Regions from separate parts of the Canis lupus genome. Here region 2 is linked to region 1. Evidence: chromatin contacts called from public Hi-C data. All regions are on one chromosome and are shown on one strand. The core of a region is the stretch at or near the end of the contact, and the rest is flanking DNA. Distances in the headings are between cores, read along the strand shown. Region 1 holds the start of SSR3 (translocon-associated protein subunit gamma). Region 2 has its middle 56 kb from the start of CCNL1.

What was found. Hi-C and Micro-C count contacts between places; a contact is called where the count stands out from the background.
Region 2: a Hi-C map of blood shows a contact between it and region 1, with 3 times the contacts expected there. The contact joins the enhancer-like site here to the promoter of SSR3 in region 1. A contact is called at or near these places in 2 of 9 Hi-C or Micro-C datasets (both in blood).

Annotation. Positions count from the first base shown.
Region 1 is chr23:50,702,706-50,709,335 of UU_Cfam_GSD_1.0, forward strand. It overlaps SSR3 (translocon-associated protein subunit gamma), which reads right to left and starts at 2,876. Exons shown (of 5, transcript XM_038571285.1): 1 at 2,684-2,876; 2 at 1,817-1,943. The coding sequence starts at 2,816. It overlaps LOC119865440 (a long non-coding RNA gene), which reads left to right and starts at 2,351. Exons shown (of 3, transcript XR_005377260.1): 1 at 2,351-2,554; 2 at 3,124-3,214; 3 at 3,316-3,488.
Region 2 is chr23:51,147,260-51,154,097 of UU_Cfam_GSD_1.0, forward strand. No RefSeq gene overlaps it. Among named protein-coding and RNA genes, the nearest start is that of CCNL1, 56 kb to the right of the region's middle. Within about 2 kb of position 2,757, at least 5 of the 20 cell types and tissues checked have an H3K27ac peak or open chromatin away from gene starts, as enhancers often do. A contact at or near this core is called in blood, where this site is marked.

The sequences.
Region 1 (6,630 bases), core at 1,626-4,125:
AAGATGACCGCTCTGCTGTCTAGCAGAAAGGCAGTCACACAAACCTGACTTCCTATGGGTCCAAGACAACAGAGAAGATGCTAAGGCCACTTTCAGCCACTGAAGACATTTCTGGCCTTCATACAATAAATCCCTATTAACTGAGATCATCTCAACATGTTGGGTTTTTTTTAATAGTTTATTTATTTGAGAGAGAGCAAGTGAGCATACCTTTGCGCACAAGCAGGGGAAAGGGCAGAGGGAGAGACTATGCAAGCAGACTCCACTGAGTGTAGAGCTTGATGCAGGGCTTGATCACAGGACCCTGAGGTCATGACCTTGGCAGAAACCAAGAGTCAGATACTTAACCAACTAAGCCACCCAGGCTCTTCCATGGCAACATGTTTCTATTCCTTGTGACCACACAAAGAGCCCAACACAGAAACAACAGACTTAGAAAGGATTTATACAACGTGTTCTTTAAAAATATATAGTCTTTTACATTTTTACACACTTCTAAGAAAAAAAAATGTAATTAGCATAGAATATCATAGTTAAAAAAAATTAAAAACCTTTCATGGGGGGATCCCTGGGTGGCTCAGAGGTTTAGCACCTGCCTTTGGCCCAGGGCATGATCCTGGAGTCCCAGGATCGAGTTCCATGTCAGGCTCCCAGCATGGAGCCTGCTTCTCCCTCCTCCTCCTGTGTTTCTGCCTCTCTCTATCATAAATAAATAAATTAAAAAAAAAAAAAAAAAACCTTTCATGTCTGAAAAACGGTGCATGGAGTACAAGAATCATACTTTGCAGAGTTTCATTTGACTTCAGCAATGTTAACTTACTTAGTTTTTCTGATAAACCCCGTGATTGAGGCCAGTGCCCAACTGTTGTAATTTCACCCTCGAATCCTACTTCTTTAAATGTCAGAAGTGCTGTCTCTGAGTCAGTCAGTCAATAATTTTTCTTTTAAAAAAAAAAAGATTTATTTATTTATTTATTCATGACAGACACACGGGGAGAGAGAGAGAGAGGCAGAGACCCAGGTAGAGGGAGAAGCAGGCTCCACGCTGGAAGCCAGATGGGGGACTTGATTCCGGGACTTCAGGATCCTGCCCTGGGCCAAAGGCAGGAGCCAAACCGCTGAGCCACCCAGGGATATATATATATATATTTATTTATTTATTAATTATTTATGAGAGGGGGGGGAGAGAGAGAGAAAAGCAGGCTCCACGCAGGGAGCCTGAGGTGGGATTCTATTCCGGGTGTCCAGGATCACGCCCTGGGCGGAAGGCGGCGCTAAACCGCTGAGCCACCGAGGCCGCCCAATAACTTTTCATATTAAAATAATGGCCGCCCATTAATATGCCTACATATCGGGCAGCCCGGGTGGAGACCCGGGATCGAGTCTCACGTCGGGCTCCCTGCACGGAGCCTGCTTCTCCCTCTGCCTCTGTCTGTGCCTCTCTCTCATGAATTAGGAAAAAAAAAAAAAAAAAAAAAATCTTTAAAAAAAAAAAAAGATGCCTACATATCTATACAGCCCAAGTTGATGCTTTATCGAAAATAAGACACAAGTGATCTTTCAGACATCCTTCTACGTAAAAGTGCACCACGGGCAGCCCAGCGGCCCAGCCCGGGTGGCTCAGCCGTTTGGCGCCGCCTTCAGCCCAGGGCGTTATCTTGGAGGCCCCGGATCGAGTCCCACGTCGGGCTCCCTGCGTGGAGCCTGCTTCTCCCTCTGCCTGTCTCTCTGTGTCTCTCGTAAGTAAATAAAATCTTAAAAAAAAATAAAAAAGTGCACCATGTAAAACATACGTTCACTTGAGAAACATACTTACTTGTGTTTGAGAACAAATTTCACGTTTTTGTATGCGAAAGCCACCAGGTAAGTGCTTACGAGGGTCATCACACTGTAGAGCACGGCCGACTGAATGAGATCCATGTGCCATATTCGCCAATACAGCCCTGCATCAGGCCCGGGGCGGGGACACAGACAGGAAGGGAACGTCAGCGCCCAGTTAGAGGCCCGACCCGGCGTAGCCAAGCCCGCAAAGTTCAGGCCGGGGGAGGAGATCCGGCCCAGCGCCTGAGGCCCGACGGAGGCGGTCAAGTCCTGGCCGCGCACCTGGCCGGCTCGGAAGCCGTGAGGCGCACCACCTCGCCCTCGCCCTCGCCATCCCCATCATCCCCATCCCCCGGCGCAGGCGAGACGTCGACCCCCAGCCCCCAGCCCCCGGCCCCCGGCCCCCGGCCCCCGGAGGAGAGCGGGTTCGGGACGCCCCGCCCCCCTCAGGGCGCCGCGGACGCTGCGCGGGCCCGGGCCGCCGCTCGCACGCTGACGTGGCCGCCCCCCGCCCCCACCCCCCCGAGCGGGCGCCGCGAGCCCCGGCCTCCCTCCCCGGCCGCGGACGTGCCGCGGGGGCCTGCGCGGTTCTCCACCCGAGCGACAACCAGCCTGCCCCGTTGGCCTGAGAGTGGGGCCGATCGTCAGAGCGCGGCGCCGGCGCGGCCCTGCAGCTCCACTTCCGCCTCAGGTCGAGGGGTCCGGCTCCGGTTCCTTAGCTTCCCCGCAGCCGGTAAGCCTCGGGCTCAGAGCCGGTCACGGCGGGCGGCCGCCGTCCCGGAGCCAGCGAACCCCGGCCTGGGCGAGCCGGGCCCCGCCACGTCCCCGCCCCCGCCCCGTCGCCGCCCGCCCCGGCGCTCACAGATGGGGATGGCGGACACGATGAAGGCGTTCCCGAAGAAGAGCGCGGAGGACTTGGCCGACAGGTTGCGGCTGAAGTCCTGCAGGAGCAGGTCCTCCTCGGACTGCTGCTTGGAGCCGCCTTTGGGAGCCATGGCGGAGCGGCGCGGGGAGCCTGCGGGCCGGGCGGGCCGGACGCCTCTAGCACCGCCCCCGCGGCCGCCGTACCCGCGAGCGACCCGTCAGCGCCACGCGCGGAGGCGGGCCTTGGCGCGGCGCGGGAGCAAGCTCGCCCAGGATTGGCCGCCGCTCCCTACGCGCCCCGGCCTGATTGGGCAAGCCGGCCACACTTCCGGTTCCCGGCCCGCCCCTAGCAGCCGGCTTCCGGAGGGCGGGGCTTTCTGGTGTCAGGCAGGCTTTTTTTTTTTTAAACAAAAACTTTATTGACATCCCACTTCTCAGGGCCCGTCAGGCTTCCCAGGTCGACGGAATTCCCAAGTCGGAAGGCGCGCCCTGGCCTCGGGTCCGAGCCGGCCGTTCGGGGAGCTTGCGGGTAGCGCCCCGGGGCACTGCAGGAGGAAGGGGAGGAGGATGGTGTAGCTAAACCCGCGTTCAGTCCTTTCTCCTTCACGCACCCATTATCTCCTTACGCAGCCTCAGAAGCCTGGACAAGCACATCCGGTGGAGAACCTGAAGGGAGCGCGCAGCAGAGCTGGTCTCCAGGGCGTCGACAAAAATCACAGTCGACCTTTCCACGGAAGAGGCGGCACTTCAGCTTCTGAGGAGCTCTTGGCCTCCCTGATGAATATTTAATAAGATAATACACTTAAAAAAAATAATAATAAAGTGATTTTTAAGATTTTATTTATTCATGAGAGACAGAGAGAGGCAGAGACACAGGAGGAGGGAGAAGCAGGCTCCATGCAGGGAGCCCGACGCGGGACTCGATCCTGGAACCCCGGGGTCACGCCCTGGGCTGAAGGCGGCACTAGACCGCCGAGCCGCCTGGGCCGCCCACAACTTTATTACTTTATCCCAACGCGATCTTTACAGTAATGTGGACTCCACAGCCATGCTAAGTAAGACATAAAACTAAGTAAAGAACATGGTGGCTAGGCAGGCCTCCTCTAAAGCTCAGAAAATTGAGTAGGCCTGTTAGAACCACCACATACCATTTTTAACTCCTTGCATTATCACTTTTTCTTTAAAAAAAACAAAAACAAAAAACTCAACCAGGGGCCCCTAGGTGGCTCAGTTGGTTAAGGGTCTGCCTTCTGCTCAGGTCATGATCCCAGGGTCCTAGGATGGAGCCCAACCAGGGGCTCCCTGCTCAGCAGTGGGTCCGTTTCTCCCTCTGGCCCTCCATCTGCTTGTGCTGTGGACCCGCTCTGTCATAAATACATACATAAACAACTAATCTTAAATACTTCAATCAGAGCAAAAACTTCTTTCATCTACATTACTGGCAGGAGGCAAACTTCTCCAACCTTCAGCTTCCCTATCAACAGATTAGATGAGATTAAGATGAAAGATCTACTAAATTGCGAATGATTTACACGGTTTCCATTCTAATGGAGCTTCCGGTCTTCAACTTTTCAGCCTATTCTCTATTCTCTAAGTACCAGAGGGAGTTTTCTTGAAATATAAGCTTCTAATAAATGCCGGAAGCTTTCATCAATAGCAGCAAAATAAGAAAAGAATAGACCATTTAGTGATTTTTTTTTTCCAGAAATTTAAGTATTCATTTAAAAAGATCTGCATTACATCCCTTTCAAATGGTAAAAATGCTCTTTTATTATGCAATGGTGGTGGAAGAAAAACTTTCTCTTCCAACGTACACCCCCCCCCCCTCAGTTTTTTCTACTCATTCGTTCAGGCTAAAATGCTATTTTTCAACACTAATGCTTCTTTCCCTCTCCATCTGTGACCAATTCATCAGCAAAATCTTCTGCATCTGTCTCTATACCTAGATTTCTTGTTTACTTTTTATAAGCCAAGGATGGTAAAAGATAAAAATCAGAGAACTGTAAGGTCAAAAGGGACAGATACCAGGATATTTAAAAGAAAATAAGAAACGATGAAATTAAGAATTACACCTGAGAAAAGTATTTAAACAAAATAGGTAAGCTATAAGTTTGAAATGTTAAGTAGATAAAAGAAACATTATGGGAAGGATCAAAGAAGGTAGCCTAGAATTAATACACTTTGCAAAACAGGAATAAGAACTAAAGATAAATAGAAGAGAATCTAAAATATTAGGAATTTCAACTTTTTAATGGAGGTAAGATAAAGAAATATGGAACCAATAATGCTAACGACAGAGAAGGTTTTTCGGTAATTTTAACAATGAAGACATGAAGATAGCATGCTCGAAGTATGGGACAGTGTGTTCTTATACCAAATGCAATCTAGTTCCTTTTGAAGGAACTAAGGAACCCAAAAATCTAAGGATCATCTATATGTAGCACATGTGGCCATGGCACTTAGACAAGCAAAGTGTGCTTAAAAAGAAAAAAAAAAAAAAAAAAAAGGAAGGGTAAGCAATAGATTCTGTGCAAAGATCCACAATATATTTTGGCTATTTCAATATAGTTCAACTCTAGGAAGGAACCAGATGGACTTGATTCCATCCCAGCTTGATTCTGCTCTGTGAATTTAAAGCTTAACATTTCCATTGTATCACTTCGTACTTAGATTAGAAAAAAAAGAGGGGGGTGGAATTTAAAGAAATATTTATTTCTGGCAGGGACATAGAAAACAAGTTTCTCTCATCCACTGCTGATGGCTTCGTGGAAGAAAATCCAACAAGTTAAAAATTAATACACCTTTCTTGTGACAGACACTGCAAATTCCCTAGCCAGTAAAGAAAAACCCAGCTTTTCACTGGGACCGTATGAAAAATAACAGATGAATCATCATGGGCTACTCTGGGGTAGGAGTGGAGGGGAGAAGCTCTCCATTTTACAAAGTCCATTTGAAATGCAAATCTCATTATGGAAAGGATTTTTGAAAGAAGAGATGAAACACTTCTATTAGTTTCTAGGTATATTTTAAAGTCCCACCTGAGAAAGGATTTACTCAAACTACATATTTCAGGCACTGGTATGTGATTAATTCATTGGTTCATCTCTTCATTCAGCTATGATTTATTGAAAAGCTACTATGAAAGGTACTATGCTAGAATCTTAGAAGTACCCAAATAATCATCATTATGATTATAATAACCAATGTTTGAGTCTTTGTTATACATCCAGCTCTATGGTAGGTTCTTGATATATCATCTAATTCAATTCTAGGAGGTATATATTATCCCATTTCTCAGATGAAGAAACAGAGGCACAGATTAGCAAAGTAGCTCACTTAAGATCCCACAGCCAGTAATTGGTGGAGTCAAGTTCTGAACCCCAGGCAATCGGACTCCAGGATTTTCACTCATAACCGTGCAGGAGTTCTGGTCTCCTCCGTACCAGCAGAATCTCAAGGTCTAAGTGTTTGCTCTGCTGAAGCCCTGTTTTGAGCAAACAGCCGAGGGTAGCTTCTCGTGTGCCAGTTGCCATGCAGAGTGATGCCACACTGCAGCTCTAACCAGCACAACCCTGCACAGATAGGATCCTGCACCAAACCCATAGACAAAACTCATGACCAAGCCTGGCCTCACAGAGGAGTCGGTCTCAAGGAGTGTGAAAATGTTAGAAAGAAACAGTTATTAGAGGTGTGCAGAAACAAAGCCAACTAAGAGGCAAAAACCAAAAACCATAAATCATCAGCAGCCATAAATTAAAGAAAGGGAAATTTAGATGCTCAATGGGCCTCAGGGCTTTCTCATCTCCCTCTAAGCCTGAACAACACCTGCAGTGAAGCAAAAACGAAAACAGGTTAGAAATATAGTAAAATAGGCAATATAAAAATATTTACCTGCAAATGAAAGAGATGGTGTTCAACATAGCTTATCTATCACCTCTTCCCCAA
Region 2 (6,838 bases), core at 1,507-4,006, 440 kb after region 1:
ATTAGAGGGATCCAGCCACAGGCTGCAGAGAAAGGAAGTGATCAGGACCCCACACTGGGGAAAAGGTCACACGCCAACTGAAAATGAGAAATGAATCTGAGCGGAGCTAAGAACCGCGGCTGACAGCTCAGCGCGCGATGCCCACTTGCCCGGCTTGGCAGCGGACCTGGGTTTTCCCACACGCAACCGAAAATAACTAACGTTCATCCTGCGGGAGCGCCACTAAAATAGGTACCTACGGGGAGCTGCACCCGCCGCTCATTGAGGCTGCAGGCCGTCTGCAATGACCGAGCTGGAAGGAGACACGAGTTAGGTTGCCACTTGCGGCACCCCTGCCCCCGTCCCAGGTCACAGAGCTGAAAGTGGTTGTGGAACTCTGACAGTTCAGATGTTGTGTCTCTTCTTGCAAATAAACGTGACACCCGTTAGAATCTCCACGATGGCAGGTGACTGGCCCTGACCCCTGGTGGGACCTAATCTCTTGGGAAGCCTGGTTTCCTGCTTCTCAGACCTGGGTTTAATTGCCACGAACAGAGGGACGGGCTGGTAAAAGTGCCCAGAGAGGAGAGCAACCTGCCCACCTGTGACGTGTTCCACGTAGGGGTGGCAGAAAGAGGACTAGCCCGGAATCATCCCGAGAGGCACGTGGATGGCTCATCTGAAAGCTCTCAGGGTCTGCATCCAGGTAGATACAGAAGTTGTCCTGTGCGTTTATTTTTTTTATTCTTTTGACAGAGAGAGGGAGCGCGCACACAAGCAGGTGGAGCAGCAGGTAGAGGGGGAAGCAGGCTCCCTGCAGAGCAAGGAGCCCAGTGCGGGGATCCCAGGACCCCCGGGGTCACCACCTGAGCTCAAGGCAGACGCTTGACCGACTGTCACCCGGGCACCCCTCTCCTGTTTTTAAAAACCAAACATACAAGAAAACGCGAACAATAACGTGAACGTTAGGGTCTCCCCTCAAACGTGGCTAAGAAGCAACTGATGCACGGATAATGTGGGTGTGTGGAGATCTTCTGTTATGCAAGGCCCCCCCCAATTGTAGTGTGTCCTTAATAAAACAGCATCTTCCTTGACCTGCCGTTGGAAGTAAGTGCATGAGTGTGGAAGGGCCCCGCTGTCCTGGGACCCAGGAGGCTGCAGCAGCTTTCAGGGCAGGTTGCGTCTCCACTACTCTGAATCCCAACTTCCCTTTGCAGAAGGTAAAGAGTATTCCTTCCCGTCCCTGGAGACCTTAGTCATGGATGAAGCTCATTTACAAGCACCCCTCGCCCGCTTCAGCCGCGCACATCCCCACCCTTTATCCCCATGATGACCTTGGAAGTGACCAAGAGTTCCCAGGTAACCTCTCTGCCTCCGTGAAAGGTCTGCTTTTGCTTGTTTCGCAGGTCTCCGTAAATCTCAAAAAGAAAACTAAAGGGTCGCCTAAGCAAACCCCCGAGACAGTGCCTCTCCACGACCTCCCTGTCATTTTAGGGGTCATTTCACGCCTGGTTTAACTTTCTGCAATCATTTTTAGTATCTCCTTTTGCAGACTTCTTGGGGCCTGGGAGGGAAATGGAGTGAAGCTGAAGGAAACCAAAGGTGAGTCCCGCGGGGTGGGCGGATGGATGCCAGCAGGGAGGCTCCGGGGCTGCGGCCCACGCCCCCTCCCACCCCAGCCCCCTGGAGGCCAGCGCTCCTCACCGCGCACCCCGCACCCCGCACCCCGCAGGGGCACGACGTGCAGCCGAGCGAGGTCAGGGAAGTCGGGCGGGCTCCCCGCGCTCCCCCAGCACCTCCACCCCTGCAGGCGGCGCCCGGGGCGCCCACCCCCCACATCCGCTCCCGAGCTCCTCTGCACAGCAGGGCGCTCCCGGGGCCCCCGACCGCGCCGGGAACCGCTTTCCCGGGGGCCTAGGGCGAGCCCCGGCCTTTGCTAACGAGGGCGTGGCTCCCCGGGGGCTCGTTCCCGGCAGGCGCACCGGGTCCCTGCGGGGACGGGGACGCGGACTTCCCGCCGCGGGGCAGGCGCTCGCTGCAGCTCCCTGCACCGCCCCTCCCGCCCCGCGGCCGCGCATGCGTGGAGGGGCCGCGCCGGCTCCGGGCTCCCGGGCTCCAGCCGCCGGGGCCGCGCATGCGTGGGGAGGGCCGCGCCGGCTCCTAGGCTCTCGGGCTCCCGTCGCGGGGACCGCGCATGCGTGGGGAGGGCCGCGCCGGCTCTCGGCTCCCGGGCTGCCAGGCTCCTGGGCTCCGGCCGTCGGGGCCGCGCATGCGTGAAGAGGGCCATGCTGGCTCCTGGCTCCCAGGCTCCGGCCGCGGGGGCCGCGCATGCGTGAGGAAGGCCCGTCGGCTCCGGGCTCTCGAGCTCCGGCCGTCGGGGCTGCGCATGCGTGGAGAGGGCCTCGCGGGCTCCCGGGCTCTCGGACTCTGGTGGTGGGGGGCCGCGCATGCGTGGAGAGGGCCCGCCGGCTCCGGGCTCGGCTCCGGGCTCCCGCCGTCGGGGCTGCGCATGCGTCGGTGGTGGGGCCGGGGCTGCCCCGCGGAGCCCCGAGCGCCCGGGGTCAGGCTCTCCCCCGTTGCCAGGCTGCTCGGCGGGGAAGCCGCATCGTCGGAAGCGAGCCAGAGGGTGCTGAAGGCACAGGCTCCCTCCAGGGCATCTGCGAGGAGGCGGATGCAGAGGGCGGTGGGCGCCGGCCCAGGCTGCAGTTTCTGAATCCCTGCAGCTGGGGCCAGATCCAGCCCGTAGGGCGAGGCTTGCACGCCCCTTCCGTGAGCATCCATCAGGCTGCAGGCTGCTGCGGGCCAGGCGCGTGCATGGCACGGAAGATAAGCAGGGACACATCAGAGGCCGTGCCCTCTGCATGGGCGTCGACCAGTCACAGCTGGGCTCGACCTCGGCAGGCCTGCACTACTAGCCAGGTGGCCCGGTGTAGCTAAGCTCTGGGAGCCGTGGGTTCCTGGTCTGCAAAAAGGAGATGAAATAGAACCTACCTGCCGGGTCGCAGGGTGTAAGTGACATGAGGTGCACACTGCTCAGCGTGGTCACTGCAGTGCAAGGCACCCCCATGTGCACGCAGGATTTGGGGACTAGAAGCGGTGGGTACAGAGGTGTCCCCGGGACAGTCACAATACTCATTTCCAGACCAAAGTGACGCAGAACGAGAGGGAAGGTACTTTCCCCCTAAGCCCTGGGTGGCACTTAGGGAGACTCACCCAGGGCTACGTGACCTGGCACACAGAGGCGAGAGGAAACTGTCTATGTTTCCACCAGCTGCTGGCCGCCACCCTCTGTCTCCCTCCTTTCCCAGCTCTCGCTGTGACTCATGGCGGCTGCAGAGATAGGTGAGGACCTCTCAGCAGAGTGAAATGCGTTCTCCGAGGAGGTTTGATTTAGGTTTGAAGTCCTGCTCATCGCAGGCAGCTCTCCTCTCTTCCTAGGCAGGGCAGGCAGAGGAGCAATCCCTCCCAGCGACCAGAAGGAATGGGGGTGAAGCCCCTACGGCGTCAGACTGGAGCGGTCTGGACTCTGGATCATCAGAGCTGAAGACCGTCCAGGCCCGTGCCCTGGTGTAAACGGAGGAGCTTGGAAAAACATGTAAAAGGTCAAATGACCTCAAGCTTTAGACTCAGCTCAGCCCTGACTCTGTGTTCATTCACCCCCTCCTGCACACTGCTCCAGAGGCTCCGTTTCAGGAAGCAGGGAGAAGGAAATGGAAAATCGGAACCCAGAAGAGTTCCCAGGTTCGTGCAGCTCCACGGATAGCGGTAGCACTCGCTGTGATAGTGACTGGAGGACGAGGAATGGCTCTGAGTGGAGGATGGCATGTTTTGAACGCATTTTTCATGTGCAGGAGACTTCCAGGGGTGACCTCCAGGTGCCAAGCCTGCCAGAGAGAGGCTGCGCGAAGCACCCCCGGGAAATAGTCAACATAGAGGTGGGCCCTGAAGCTGGGGCTGCACTGAGTGGGAAGGTGATGGGATGGAGGAGAGCTGAACCTGATGGGTACCGGGTCCTGAGGCCCAAATAGGGGTCCTGAGGAGAGCGCAGAAAAGTGAAAAAACTAGGGGGAAAATGGCAGCAAGCAGTCCAAGTGAGGAGGTTTTTCTGGGGTGAGGAAGTGACCAGGAGCAGGAAATGCCACAGAGATGCCCAGCACATGAACGCTGGGATGTAACCATTGAGAGGGACAATGAGGAAGTCAAGTCATGGATGAGTCATTGACCCCTGTTTCGATGAGGTCATGAGAGCAGAAACCAGGTCACAAGGGGTTGGAGGCAAATAGAGTCAAGAAAGAGGAGCAGCAGGACAGTGGGTACAGCTTACTGCTTCGGAAGAGTTGGGTGGTTGGAGAAGGGGAAATTACAGCCAGGGAGCCTTGGGGGGGGTTGGCTTCGGTCGATGTCTTTTTACTGGAAGACACCGAAACATGCTGACAGGCTAAAGAGAGGTGGGGCTGGGTGAACGGGGAGGAATAGAGTGGGTGGGGTCTCGGTACAACCTCCGCAGGATGATGGGAGGAGAAGCTCTTCTGTCCCCATTAACCCAAAGGAAGGAGTCCTCTTCCTTCATTCTTTTTCTTCCACCAGGTGAAGGGAAGCAGTGCACTTGAAGGGTTTGGGGATGGACTTGAGCTCTTCACAACCACCTTTGTCTGAGTCATGGATCTAACCATGGCATCCATCTGTCAAATGCATTTAATGAGCCTCATTTGCATGTGGAGCTGTGCTCAACACCACGCGAATGATGTGACATAGTTCCTGTTATTACCATGTCGGTCAGGACTCTGGGTAGCAGGTGACTGAAACCCAGCTCTAACCAGCTAAACCAACAATGGAATCCATTAGTTTGCTAAACTGGGTAGACTGGTTGAAGGTATGGTTCGATTTTAGGTGCTTAAAAAAGGTGCTTTTAGGAGTAATAGGAATCATGACGTATGAATTTAGTCTGCTCAAGGCATTCATCTGCCTGGTGGAGGTGAGGGGTGAAAATTCTTTCCAGAAGGTACCCAAAGATAAAAGCTTCACAATTCAAGTGTGGAGTTTGAAGCAAGACAACATCTGTGTAACTCAAGCTCTTACCTTGAGAAAAATACCCCCACCTTCCATTACCTTCTTCTTTAGCAGACCAAGGACTGGGTTTGGTAGACTAACACTGGAGTTTTCTGTATGAGGCGTCTAGACAGGAAGAGAAGGGATTGTGGGGGGACAGAAGCAGCAGAACAAGTCAAGAAAGAGGCCTAGGGAGAGCAATAGTATTTGAAAAGTCATGACTAACCCCATAGGTGTAAGAAGACCTGCTCTCCTGGTCCTCCCTCCACCCTAGAATTATGAGAGGGAGACCCTGGGTGGACAGAGGGAGACCCAGCATGGCCTTCCCAAGCTATGCTAGTCTCCTTGTAGCCTAGACCCTACCCAGACGGAGCAGCACGTCTGTGGCCAGCTTGCCAGAGATGATCCCTGCAACAAGTTGACTCGGTGATGTGGGCCGCCAGGGGAACCCCTAGGATCAGGACAGTTGGGAAGTCTTGCCCAGGTGTCAGAAGCACCCGAGAGAGCAGAGAAGGGGCTGAGCCAGCCAGGGAGCACTGTCTCAGACTAGAGGATGGACCACCAGCTCAACGTCCCCAGACTTCCACGTCAGAGTCTGGCAGGACACCCAGGACAGGCAAAGAGCGGTCACGGCCCTGAGGTGGGCAGACCTAGGCGGCTATGCTCTAGCACCACACGAGGCCAGGAGTCCCCTTTCTCTCAATACCACGGGGCACAGGAGCAACACCCTACCCCGCCTCTACCCTGTCGACCCTACAGGATGATCAACACATTTAAAAATCCTTGCAGGCTCAGGCTGACCAGTCTGAACGGAGGTGTTGTGCTGCATCCAAAATTAACCCTTTTGTTGACAGGCCGTGAGGAGCTGGGGAAGAGAGCCCCAGATGGGGGCTCCCAGGATTTGCTCAAGGAACTCTGGGAGGCACCGGTTTATCGACTGCCCCAGGCGTATTTCTGTGTGGTGTCAATCAGGTCAACCGTAAGGTTGGTTATAGGTGAATATGAGCCAAGCACCCTCATCGTTCTTGGTGAAGCAGAAGGGCAGGGCCGGCCGAGAGACTGGGCATGGTCTCCAAGGGGATATCGCAACCAGGAGATGGGGCCAAGGCTTGAACCGGTTTCTCCCCCTCCTTCCTAAGGGTCTCCGCTTTGATTATGGACAATGAGAAAAATGACATTTTATTGAGACGTCCACATGGCAGCGTGTGCTGAATCCGTCCTCCGTCTGCTCTCCTTTACGTTGGCTTCACTTCCGGGCCGCAGCTCCAAGCAGTAGCAATCCCAGAGGGCAAAGCACGTGTCTCTCTTGGTGCCAGCAACGGTCCCCTTGGTCCAGCTCGACTCATGTACTCATCTCTGAGCCCACCCCTGGTTGGCCAAGCCCGGTCTCAGGGACTGAGAGTGGGGGGAGGCACGGCTCCCCAGAGGAAATCAGGACGCTCTTAGTAGAAAATGAGGTACTGGGTGTTGGGCGCGCAGGCACGTTGAGGCACTCAACCCCAGAGGCCTTCTGGGCTTTAGCTTCTAAAACTCAGGGATGAGTGGAGTGTCTCCACAGCATGAAATGTCACTTGAACATTTATCCATAAATTGATCCACATAGATAATATAGAAAAACAGTAAATCAAAGTAGATTTTTTTCTCCTCTTAAATTTTTTGTTATTTAATAATTTTTATTAAATAATTATTTAATAATTTTATTTAATAATTATTTAATAATTTTTAAAAATAATTGTGTTATTTGATCAATTTTTAATAATTGCATTAGACGAATATAATCAACCAAGTGTCGAGGATGGCGTAAAGCAGA